Linked DNA regions of Mus musculus: region 1 is linked to region 2. A link is a contact called in public promoter capture Hi-C data. All regions are on one chromosome and are shown on one strand. Each heading gives the region's core, a stretch centred on a gene start, on an enhancer-like site or on the middle of the called end of the contact. The rest is flanking DNA. Distances are from core to core; before and after follow the strand shown.

Region 1 (5,241 bases), core at 2,201-4,700, 270 kb after region 2:
TGAGTAATATAGTCCAAATCAGGTCTACTGATCACAGCAGCAGACAATTTTAAGTGTACCATTTTCCTGATCTTAAGACTTTGGAGAAAGTGAATTTTTTTTCTTAAAACATCTTTGAGCAATTTGAACAACCAATTTTCTCTAATAGTAAAATTTAAACGGTGATAGGGGAAAGTCTTTCATACAAAGACAGACCTGGTCTAGATGAACATTCCTTTCCTTTCTTGTTTATAGCCTTTGCTGCCTTCTTCCTCTTCTTTTCTCTTCTTCCTCTTTTCTTTTTTCTCTTCCTCCTCTCCCTTACCTTCTTCTCTTTCTCTTTCTCCTTTTTACTCTTCCTCCTCTTTTTTTTTTTTTTTTTTTAGACAGAGTCTCATTCTACATATGTTCAGGAGGCTATGCCCTCCTTGGATAGCATGCCTCAGGTTAGATTGACCCTTTTAGTATGCTGAGCCATTGTTTGGAGAGAAAAACTTTCTCCATCCTGATATATTAGTGCATTAAGAAGTTGACTCCTAGATTCAATCAAGGTCTCAGGTTCAACCAAGAGAAAAGTCCCTACTGCATAAGCTAAGATAAAACTCTTCGTTAGTATCTAAGTACTGAGCGGGATCCGGTGGTTCACGTTTAGATTTCTAGGAAATTTCCACACTTACAACTAGGAGAAGCTACAGAGAACATGTATGCCCCCACACTTTCTCTCCTAACACCCCTTCACAGGCACAGTGATCAATATTCCCCAATATCAACATCCCTCATCAACATGGTACACTTGTTACAAATGATGAACCTACATAGAACAATGTAACTGCCCCAAGTCTATAGCTTACATTTGAGTTCACTTGCTGTTAAACATAGGCTTGGATAAATATATAACAACATTAATGTGCCAAATAGCATCAGACAGAGTTTTCATTGCAAATATACTCATCTGAGGTCTGTGTAATTATTTTTCTCTCCCTTAGTCCTTATAAAACCACCGACTTATTTATTTAATCCTATTAAATAATTTCGTCTTTTCCAGAATGACATCACATTGGAATCATATGGGACGCACCCTTTCATGTTGGTTTCTTTCACTTTATCACTATGCATTTAATGCATCCATGTTTTTTTTTTCCAGTGTTTTGTTTTTGTAGCCTTAGGAAGCGGAACCTAAGCCTTCGATATGCTAGGCAAGAACTCTCCCACTGAACTGCATTCTAAGCTTGGTATTGGCTCATTTTTTTTTTAAAACAACTGAGTAAATCCCCACTCTATGTATCAGAATTTATCTATTCACTGATGAGGGACTGCATCTAAGCTTTGTTCCACTGAGTGTGGAACATTCATACTCAGGTTCCTGCATGAACACACGTTTTCAACTCCATTTACTGAGCACCAAAGAGTGACTGGTGTATCATACAGTTTGTGTTTTGCACGAAGCTGCCAAACTGTCTTCTACCATGATGGTACTATTTTGTATTGTCCCAACAATAAATGAGTTCTTGTGGTCCACACTTTTGTAGCAATTTATAGTTGTCAGTGTGTTGGGGTTTGGCCATTCTCACTGTTGCTTCAATTTTCATTACATTGGCGTCAGTAAATACACGGCATGTGTGGAGATTAATATTTACAAATGCTGCAATGAGGAATGGAGAATCCAGTTAGCAGAGTGCTAGCCTTGGCAAGCATGAGAACTTGAGTTCAGCTTCCTGGCACCCACGTATAAAGCTGGGTAAATAGATTGTGACTGTGATCAGAGTGCCAGGAACCAGCGACTAGGATGGGAAGAGGAAGGGACCTGGAACTTTTGGGTTCCAAATCATGGAGCCCCAAGATTGGTGAGAGATCTTGTTTCAAAAGTATGGCGTAAAACAGAGGTTCTTGACCTATGGATTGCAACCCCCTTTAGAGTCTAATGACCCTTTCATGGGGGTCACATATCAGATACCCTGCATGTCACATATATACATTATGATTCATAAGAGTAGCAAAATTACAATGTCCATCTCTAGCCTCCGTGGGTATACACACACACACACACACACACACACACACACACACAAACACACACACACACACACACACACATACACACACACAAACTGCCATAGTCATTAGGCATTGAAATTGCATTGTTATTTCTATGTAGAAACAAAGACCTGAATATTCATAGAATGATAAGTATTATTGTAGCCCTAAATCATTCCGTTCTTCTTTAATCGAAAAGCAAAACAAACAAACAAAACCAAAGCAGAAATCCTTGAGATGAACTCAGTACTGAGATAGTAACATGTCAAAAAGAAGGGACTAATGAGATTAGTGAGGATTGTTTTAGTTGAGTAATTAATAAGAAGGAGTGGGGGAAAAAAGCCTATCTTCAGTCGTAGCACTCAGGGCTGGTTCTTTGATCCAGAAATGGATGGGAGTAAGTAAAAAGGGATGTTCCCTCGGTAGCTTGATGATTTTGGCAACAGTCCAACCAGTGTTGCAAGAAAGGAAGCGGCCTCAAGATGAAAATCTCTTACAGGCTGGCATCTGCCCAAAGCTGAGATGTTGACAGAGAAGTGCAGGCACACCCCAAAACATCCTGATTAACTCGCAGGTGTTGTGCAAAACCCAGTGGGAAGAGGAAGACCATACTGCACCCTAGGCTGACTCTGCTGGTGGCCCTACTGGTGTGAAGAGTGCTCGATAGGCTAGAAACCCTAGGATGGTTCGGTGTTTCTGTTGTAGACTGGAGCCTTTCTCAGAGACGCATAATCTTGTTGATCTAGAAAGGATTTCGCAGAACAACTTTCCCAGTGGAATTTAGTTGTCCAGAAATTCCCTTCAAAAAATATCTCATAACACTACGCTGTATTCGGGTAGAAGGTATGTTAGCAGTAGAAGTAACTTCATGAGTTCAGTTTCAACAAATTCACTCATCACAAAGCCGATAAACCGAACGAACCAATGCTGTAATCAGAAGACGTGAAATGAGACCCGCTGGGACATGATTTGTATGGAGTATTTATCATCTTATTTGTTTTTGTATTATTTTCGTCTCTTTATACATCATGAAACAAATTGTGATCAGCATGAGATGTATTTGCGAATGGGAGGTCTCAGCAATCACCTTGTTGTCTTGTGGGTACCCTGGCTGTAGGAGAAATCTTCCTCCTGAGATCAACTGAAACCTGAGTCAAGTTGGAAATGCCAAGTCAATGCACCCAGCACTAGCTAGCATAAAGCTCTGCTGAGGTTTTGTTTATTAAACATTATGATAGTATTGTGATAGCATGCTAGCGAAAAAGTATTATTTAAAAGGTTAAAATGGCAGCCTTGGCTACCACGTTGTGTTTAAACCTCAGCTTGTTTAAATCTCATCTGGAAAGCTCTCCCATGGAACCTTAGAGAACGCTGCAGGCCGTTGGAGGAGCTGTGGTCATTATTTCTCAAGAACTAGAGTGGGCAATCCGACAAAACAAACAAGCTCAGTGCTGTTAAAGAAAATGATTTACGTTCCTTTCAGGACATGTCACAATGAGGACTGCACTATGGACTTCTCGAGCGCTTTTCTGTTTGATTTTCACGCAGAACGAATGGAACACAATGTGTAATGTTCACTAATTGCCAGTTTTATTCTGTTAGCATCTTCCTTAGGATGTGCCTAGGGGCCCAGCGATCTATTTTATTCATATGTCTTTCACCAGTTAGGTTTAAAGTCCCTTCCTAAAGTGGCCAAGCTCCTGTGTTTTCCTATTGCTGTGAGCATTAAGTAGGGAATTAATTTGCACACAGTAGGGAACTGGTTACTTACTGATTCTGCATTTAAGCTGTCTGTGAACTTATTCTCAAGCAAGCATTTACTATTGTAATGTGTGTGGTGTGGGGTATTATGCTAATGAATATTGTCAGTACATAGACTGACTCATCTATAATTTTGTGTAAAATATCATAAAACCATTTTTTATGGACTATTAACTAAAGGAGCAGGTGTTGAGTATTCACTGTTGTTCGTGTTCAGCGCTGATTCTTTAGAAGGTTGGCCTTTTGGGCAGTTAGTATACAGAAATATAAGAAACAACCTTATCAGAGATAGCTATTGGTACTGTTCTTCATTAAAATAGGCTTTTGATGGTTACTATAATTCCTTTGTAAATTGACTGTTCCTTTGCCTAATTTATCAATGCCATTCTGGTCAATAAACCTAATAATGTAATTTTTACCATCAGTGTTGTAAATAAAAAAAAAAACAATGATAATTTGTGTTTGGTTGAAAGAATGAGTCAACAAGTCGTGTTTATATATTCATACCATAAGGACAGCATTCACAGACTGAATGGTATGCTCATTTTAGCTTTACATTTTTTTTGACATTTCTTAAGGTTCCTAATTTCTTCAATTTACATTGTCATCTTTTAAAAATGTTTTCAATTACAAAGTGTCAACTTTAATTTCTCTTTGCATCTCTTGGGTGCCTCTTTGCTCCATCTGGACTGGCTGTTCTTTTGAACACTTAGCAGTTTTCATTTCGAGACTGATAATTTTATTATCCTGAAGCCATTTCTTGGCTTGAAAAAATTTGTTTGGGGCGGTTGGTTTCCTGCCTCCTTTTCCCAGAAATGATTTGTGAAGTGTGTTCCCAACTGCATGGATGTATAGGAAGTCAACGTTGTGAGTCTTTTGATATCCTTATGTGAATAATTGCAGTCTCTTTAACATTTAAAATACAATTAGTCCTCTATGTAAATATTAACAGGGGCAGAAAGCTTCATTTATTGTCTAATTTCATCTGATCACGTAACCCCAAGCTTTTTGCCAAAATGATGAATCGTCTTCGGATGCATTCAGGAACATTGTGTAATCTCTGTAAGATTATCATGGATGCCTGTGAAAGGATCAGTGTGCTCCCTGCTGCCAAAGTGAATCCCATGCTTTTATGTCCTCAGAGTCTCTACCATGGCATCACGTTGGAGATGTCTTTGCAGGTTCCTGTTATTTTGTTCCTCTTTCTTGGTTTACTCTCTCCATTAGTTACAGAGGAAGGGACCGTGGGTGACACAACTTTTTTTGAGGTCTTCTGTGTTTGAAATCTTTTTCTTTTCTTTTTACTCTTAAAAAAAAAAAAAAACCAAAAACAAACAAACAAACAAAAAAACACCTGAGTGCCGGACCAGGGATCGTGCAACCAAGGAAGAAACAGCATTGTGGTGACACCCAGCGCGTACACCTGTGGCGCATCCGAGCCCAGCAGGGGATACTTCCTGGAGGAAT
Region 2 (4,981 bases), core at 2,463-4,962:
CTATGCCTTTCTTTAGAGTTAGAGACAGCATTCAGGTCAAATTAGTTATTTATAATAAACTGAGACTTTCAAGTTACATTATAGGGGGAAAAAAATCCCAGAATGTGCAGTTCTTTAAACCATTAGCCAAAATAAAGACAGGCCGCCCAGAGAAGCACAGCAAGTTGCTCCCGTGAGAAGGCCCAACAGCGCCCACCCTGGGCAGGGGAAGGAAGACAGCAGTGGACGGAACACATGTCAGCTGGAGAGTTCCCCTCATGTCCTGTATGGGGAATTGTCACGGAAATGTTGGTGGGGGCAGTGTTCCCAAAGAGATGATCAGTCACCTAGAGAAGGCAATAGAAGACTTTTCCCAGAGAAATCAGCCGTTAGCCTGAGCAGAGATGGGTAGGATTTGTTATTGTAGTTTGTTTGTGTGTTTTCAAACTGGAATATTTCAGGTAAGAATGCAAGTATGTTCCTTTAAAATTTTTTGAAAATGTGCACCATGATAATAAAATGCACAGTAATCTACTTCTGATCCCTCCTCCTTGCATCCTGTCTCCCCACCCCCACCCGCATACGGTCTCTCCTTGTTCCTCCCTCCCTGAGCTGGCTTGGAGATTGTCTTGCCTTAGCCTTTTTCCTTCACAGGTGGCACATTGGGGCCTTTACATTGCCTTACCAACAGGTGGCAGATATGGCCGAATCCTGCCAGGCTTCGCTCTCATATGCGTCCATGTCCCTCCCGCAATAAGTATTTCTTGAGGAACTGCTCCGTGGTCATTCCCCATTCTCAGCTTTAAAGAAATGAAAAGGAAGCAATAAATTAAAACCTGTCCAGAAAAGTTCAATTCTACATCCCACTCAGAGAAACAGGGAAGTCTCAGTTAAAAACAGAGTCTTTTTAGGATAGTGGATCAAAAACGCTGCAAAAGTGCAGAAAAGCACTCTGGGCAATAGCGAGAGGCTGCAGGAGTGTGGTCAAGACACCTGTCACATGGCAGGTGCCGCCTGAGTAAGTGCCGCAGTGGCACTGGGGGCAAGGACCTAGAAAACTAAGGAACTAATGGACTTCAGGCAGTAGTGGCTTGACACAGGCAGGAGCAAGGGAGGGTCAGAGATGGCAGGCTTCTGAAGATATTTTGAAGGCAGAGCCAAGAGGATTTCCTGACAGATTGGATGTCAGCTGTGGGATTCCCTATCTCCTCTCCCAGGGGACAGTAAGGTGTAGCCTTGCATAATCTCAGGGCAGCTGGGAATATCTTCTGCCTCAACCTCATTTTGACAAAGAGCCAAGGACAGAAAAATAATCATAGTTTTCTTGTCTTAGGTTCTGGAACCAGGGGAAGGAAATTCTCTGCCTTTTCTGTGACTTTGGGGAGTGCCCTGCTAAATGTCATTTAGAGTCACATTTCTCAGCAGAGCACGCTTGGTTTCTCTTTTGCAAAAGATTTTTTACATCAGCCTGTTTGAGGGAAGAGAGCCGTTGCCCACTTTCATGGACCATATGGTACATACTACCTATAAAGCAATGTTGTGTTGACACATCTGCGGACACAGGGAGAGTAGACTTGCAGACAGAATATTTCCACGGGTGTTGTGGCAACAGTACATCCTGGTTACTAGACAACATTGTGTAACTAGTTCAGAGTTATTTCAGTTCCTAACTGCTTATGTAAGCAAAGATTTGGAAGGACTTATTTGAAAGAACACAGTGTCTGCAAATTCAAATGTCCCTCAGCCAAAATGTACAACTTTGACAGCTTTAGATGCACGTGCAGGCTGGAGAGTATGTTAAGAGCACTGGTTTCTCTTCCAAAGTACCCGAGTTCAATTCCCAGCACCCACATTGACCACTAACAACTATCTGTAACTCCCGTTCCAGGGCACCCATCTTCTTCTGCATGCAGCGTAAACGTCCACACAGATAATATAAATAAATAGTTTTAAGAATAATGCAGGAGCGCCCGTAAGTCACGGGGCGCTGGCACCCAGCCTTCCTTCCCTCTCCCTGTACTACGTCCCCAGGCTTACTCACGGCGTCATTTGGAGAAGGTCAGGTTCTCTTTAAGGTTTTTAAACTTTGCTACAGCGAATAAGGCTGCATTTGATTTGTAAGTTTAGCACATATGATTTCTAAAAACCAAATATGTTGTTGGCTTACAGTAAACGGGCAGGTTGGTGTGTTTTCAAGCACTGTTTAGGTGGCTCTGCAGTGTCTGTCTGGGTGGCTCTGCAGTGTCTGTCTGGGTGCTCTGAGGTGTCTGTCTGGGTGGCTCTGAGGTGTCTGTCTGGGTGCTCTGCAGTATCTGTCTGGGTACTCTGCAGTATCTGTCTGGGTACTCTGCAGTATCTGTCTGGGTACTCTGCAGTATCTGTCTGGGTACTCTGCAGTATCTGTCTGGGTACTCTGCAGTATCTGTCTGGGTACTCTGCAGTATCTGTCTGGGTGCTCTGCAGTATCTGTCTGGGTGCTCTGCAGTATCTGTCTGGGTACTCTGCAGTATCTGTCTGGGTACTCTGCAGTATCTGTCTGGGTACTCTGCAGTATCTGTCTGGGTACTCTGCAGTATCTGTCTGGGTACTCTGCAGTATCTGTCTGGGTGTTCTGCAGTATCTGTCTGGGTGCTCTGCAGTATCTGTCTGGGTGTTCTGCAGTATCTGTCTGGGTGTTCTGCAGTATCTGTCTGGGTGCTCTGCAGTATCTGTCTGGGTGCTCTGCAGTATCTGTCTGGGTACTCTGCAGTATCTGTCTGGGTGTTCTGCAGTATCTGTCTGGGTGCTCTGCAGTATCTGTCTGGGTGCTCTGCAGTATCTGTCTGGGTACTCTGCAGTATCTGTCTGGGTGCTCTGCAGTGTCTGTCTGGGTGCTTTTCGGTGTCTGTCTGGGTGCTTTTCGGGGTCTGTCTGGGTGCTCTGAGGTGTCTGTCTGGGTGCTCTGAGGTGTCTGTCTTGCTCCTGTACTGCATCTCCACCTGCCTCCTTCAGGTAGGAAACATGTTTTCTTTTTTCCAGATACAGTCTTTAAAACAGAAGAAACAGAAACGGAGATTTTCCTGATCCCATAGGTCCTTGTCCTTAAAGCACAGCAGCCTCCTGTTAGGGAAACGGCTAAAGCTTCAGTGCGGAACTGGCCCTTCCCCGTCCTCTCTGAAACTGACTTTAAAGCAGCACCAACAGGAATGTTTGGTGTGTTAAAGGAGCATGGCTTCTTTCTCTGCGTGGAGTTCCCATTATCTTTTGTTCAATTTCTCTCTGTGAAGGAAAATGGTGTAGGCCAAGAGCGCCATTTCCCACCTACAGTAATCGACTCTGCAGTAAAAATCATGACAGGAAGTCTAAGTTACATGATTGGGGTGTATTTCCCTCCCCCCTAAAATTGCTAATTTGAGCTTCTTTATTTTTCAAAGTCACAGGGAAGGAAAATTCAATGAATTTACCAAAAACTGTATACAAATCAAATTTTTATAAATTGTCCTTGTTAGCTAGTACTTTGTTCTGTTTCTTTACTTCTGTGACAAGAGAGGTTTCTTTTTCTCTGTTAAATGTATCTTTTAAAACAGGAAACTCTACAAAAGAATTTCTTGTAATATGCAATTGGCTGCCTAACAAAGTAAATAGATGTTGCAAATCCCTTTAGAAAGTGCGCACATTTCTGGGTACTGCGGGTGTGGAAGCTGCAGATCTTATTTCTGCCTCTAACTTCCTGCTGTACTGTGTTTCTAAACTGTGCCTCTGCCCCAGAGACACCACCAGCCTCCTCTCTGGCCGGGAATCCAAGCTGCGTCCCCAGTTCCCACAGCTGAGGCGAAGGCATGCGGAAAATGCCCGCCGTGCTCAGCCCACACATCCAGTGACAACTGGTTCCTTCCTCTTCCTGTGGAAAAGCAACATCCTCTGAGATGAGAGCACATGCACCCTGAGGAATGCAAGGGCAGCAGCGAGCTTTCACACAGGAAATTAATTACTCAGGGGTAGCACTCCGAAAATGCTTGTCTCCTGGAGGATGTCAGCGTGAAGAGCTTCCTGGCCACCCAGAGGAGTTCCGGGCCATCTGCAGGGCTGTGCAATAAAGTGACCTGACTTATTGCCCTCTGTGCATGGTGCCCATTAGAGTTTGAGTTTTGGAGTACTGCTTAGATAGAGGAGTTAGCCCTGATCCTTCTTTGACAATGAGCTCCATGGTGGGAGGGGGTGGCCTGCTAAAGTACACTTTCTGTCTGTCAGTCCTTAGATTCACAGTTAGTGAAATCCCGAGAGATTTACAACCTTATTGTCTTGGCTACTGAGGCCAGCACTAGATCTTGCTTAGTTCTGTCTCTTGTCAGTTCCCTTCTTTTGGGGACAGTCAGACATCACAGAAGATCTCATATGTGACACATACATCCTCAAACACAGATAAAGAACAGTATTGCCGAGCCAGGCAGCCAGTGCAGGACTTAAACTTCAGAATGCTTTGATTGGACTTTTACATTTGACAAATATTTCAGAGTAATTTGATTTCTTTTTTTTTTTTTTTATTCCTATGGCATTTTCGTTTTCTTCCCTTGAGATAACGATAAGACTCCGATTTTATATGTACTTTTAAGCTTTCTCCAAATTATCGCAGTTTTGGGTGGGTTTCTGTGGTTCTGGTAGTACAGTTCTTTACTTGTTTGTGTTAAGTTGAAGAGGAGCTGGAGAAGGAATGTCAGGCATTTCCTCTTCCTCTCCAACATGTCTTTTTAATGAACATTCCTCCTCTCTCCTTGGGAACACAGTGTTTTGCTTCACAGGGTCCCTCTGAATGTCTAGGATCTGAGAGCCAGTCTTTCCCTTTGTTCCCCGGCCTTAGAAAGGTCGTTAGTTAGTCGATGGATTTGCTACCTCATCTTATTTCCAAACTTCTCTCACCTTTAAAGAAAACTTCTAAACCTCTATAGGGAGTTCCTCCTGTTAAAGCGACCATTCCAGCTACTGCTGCTCAGCTAGACCCTAAATGATACATAGTGAGTCACCC

Evidence for each region. Capture Hi-C pulls out chosen DNA fragments and counts their contacts.
Region 1: a contact with region 2 is called in a promoter capture Hi-C map of adipose tissue. The contact joins two enhancer-like sites. A contact is called at or near these places in 7 of 39 promoter capture datasets (the 3T3-L1 cell line, the C10 cell line, the HPC-7 cell line and 3 more), 1 of 15 datasets of contacts at CTCF or cohesin (large pre-B cells), 18 of 484 Hi-C or Micro-C datasets (Sertoli cells, bone marrow, bone marrow-derived macrophages and 11 more), 10 of 115 datasets of contacts at active chromatin or transcription factors (bone marrow-derived macrophages, double positive thymocytes, embryonic stem cells and 5 more) and 3 of 9 other capture datasets (adipose tissue, embryonic stem cells and liver).

What each region holds. Positions count from the first base shown.
Region 1 is chr10:99,438,706-99,443,946 of GRCm38.p6, forward strand. It overlaps the pseudogene Gad1-ps. Among named protein-coding and RNA genes, the nearest start is that of Gm34983, 18 kb to the right of the region's middle. Within about 2 kb of position 3,451, at least 76 of the 459 cell types and tissues checked have an H3K27ac peak or open chromatin away from gene starts, as enhancers often do. A contact at or near this core is called in adipose tissue, bone marrow-derived macrophages, double positive thymocytes and 4 more, where this site is marked.
Region 2 is chr10:99,168,364-99,173,344 of GRCm38.p6, forward strand. The region is part of intron 10 of Poc1b (POC1 centriolar protein B); the gene reads left to right. Among named protein-coding and RNA genes, the nearest start is that of Gm34574, 61 kb to the right of the region's middle. Within about 2 kb of position 3,713, at least 212 of the 459 cell types and tissues checked have an H3K27ac peak or open chromatin away from gene starts, as enhancers often do. A contact at or near this core is called in adipose tissue, bone marrow-derived macrophages, double positive thymocytes and 4 more, where this site is marked.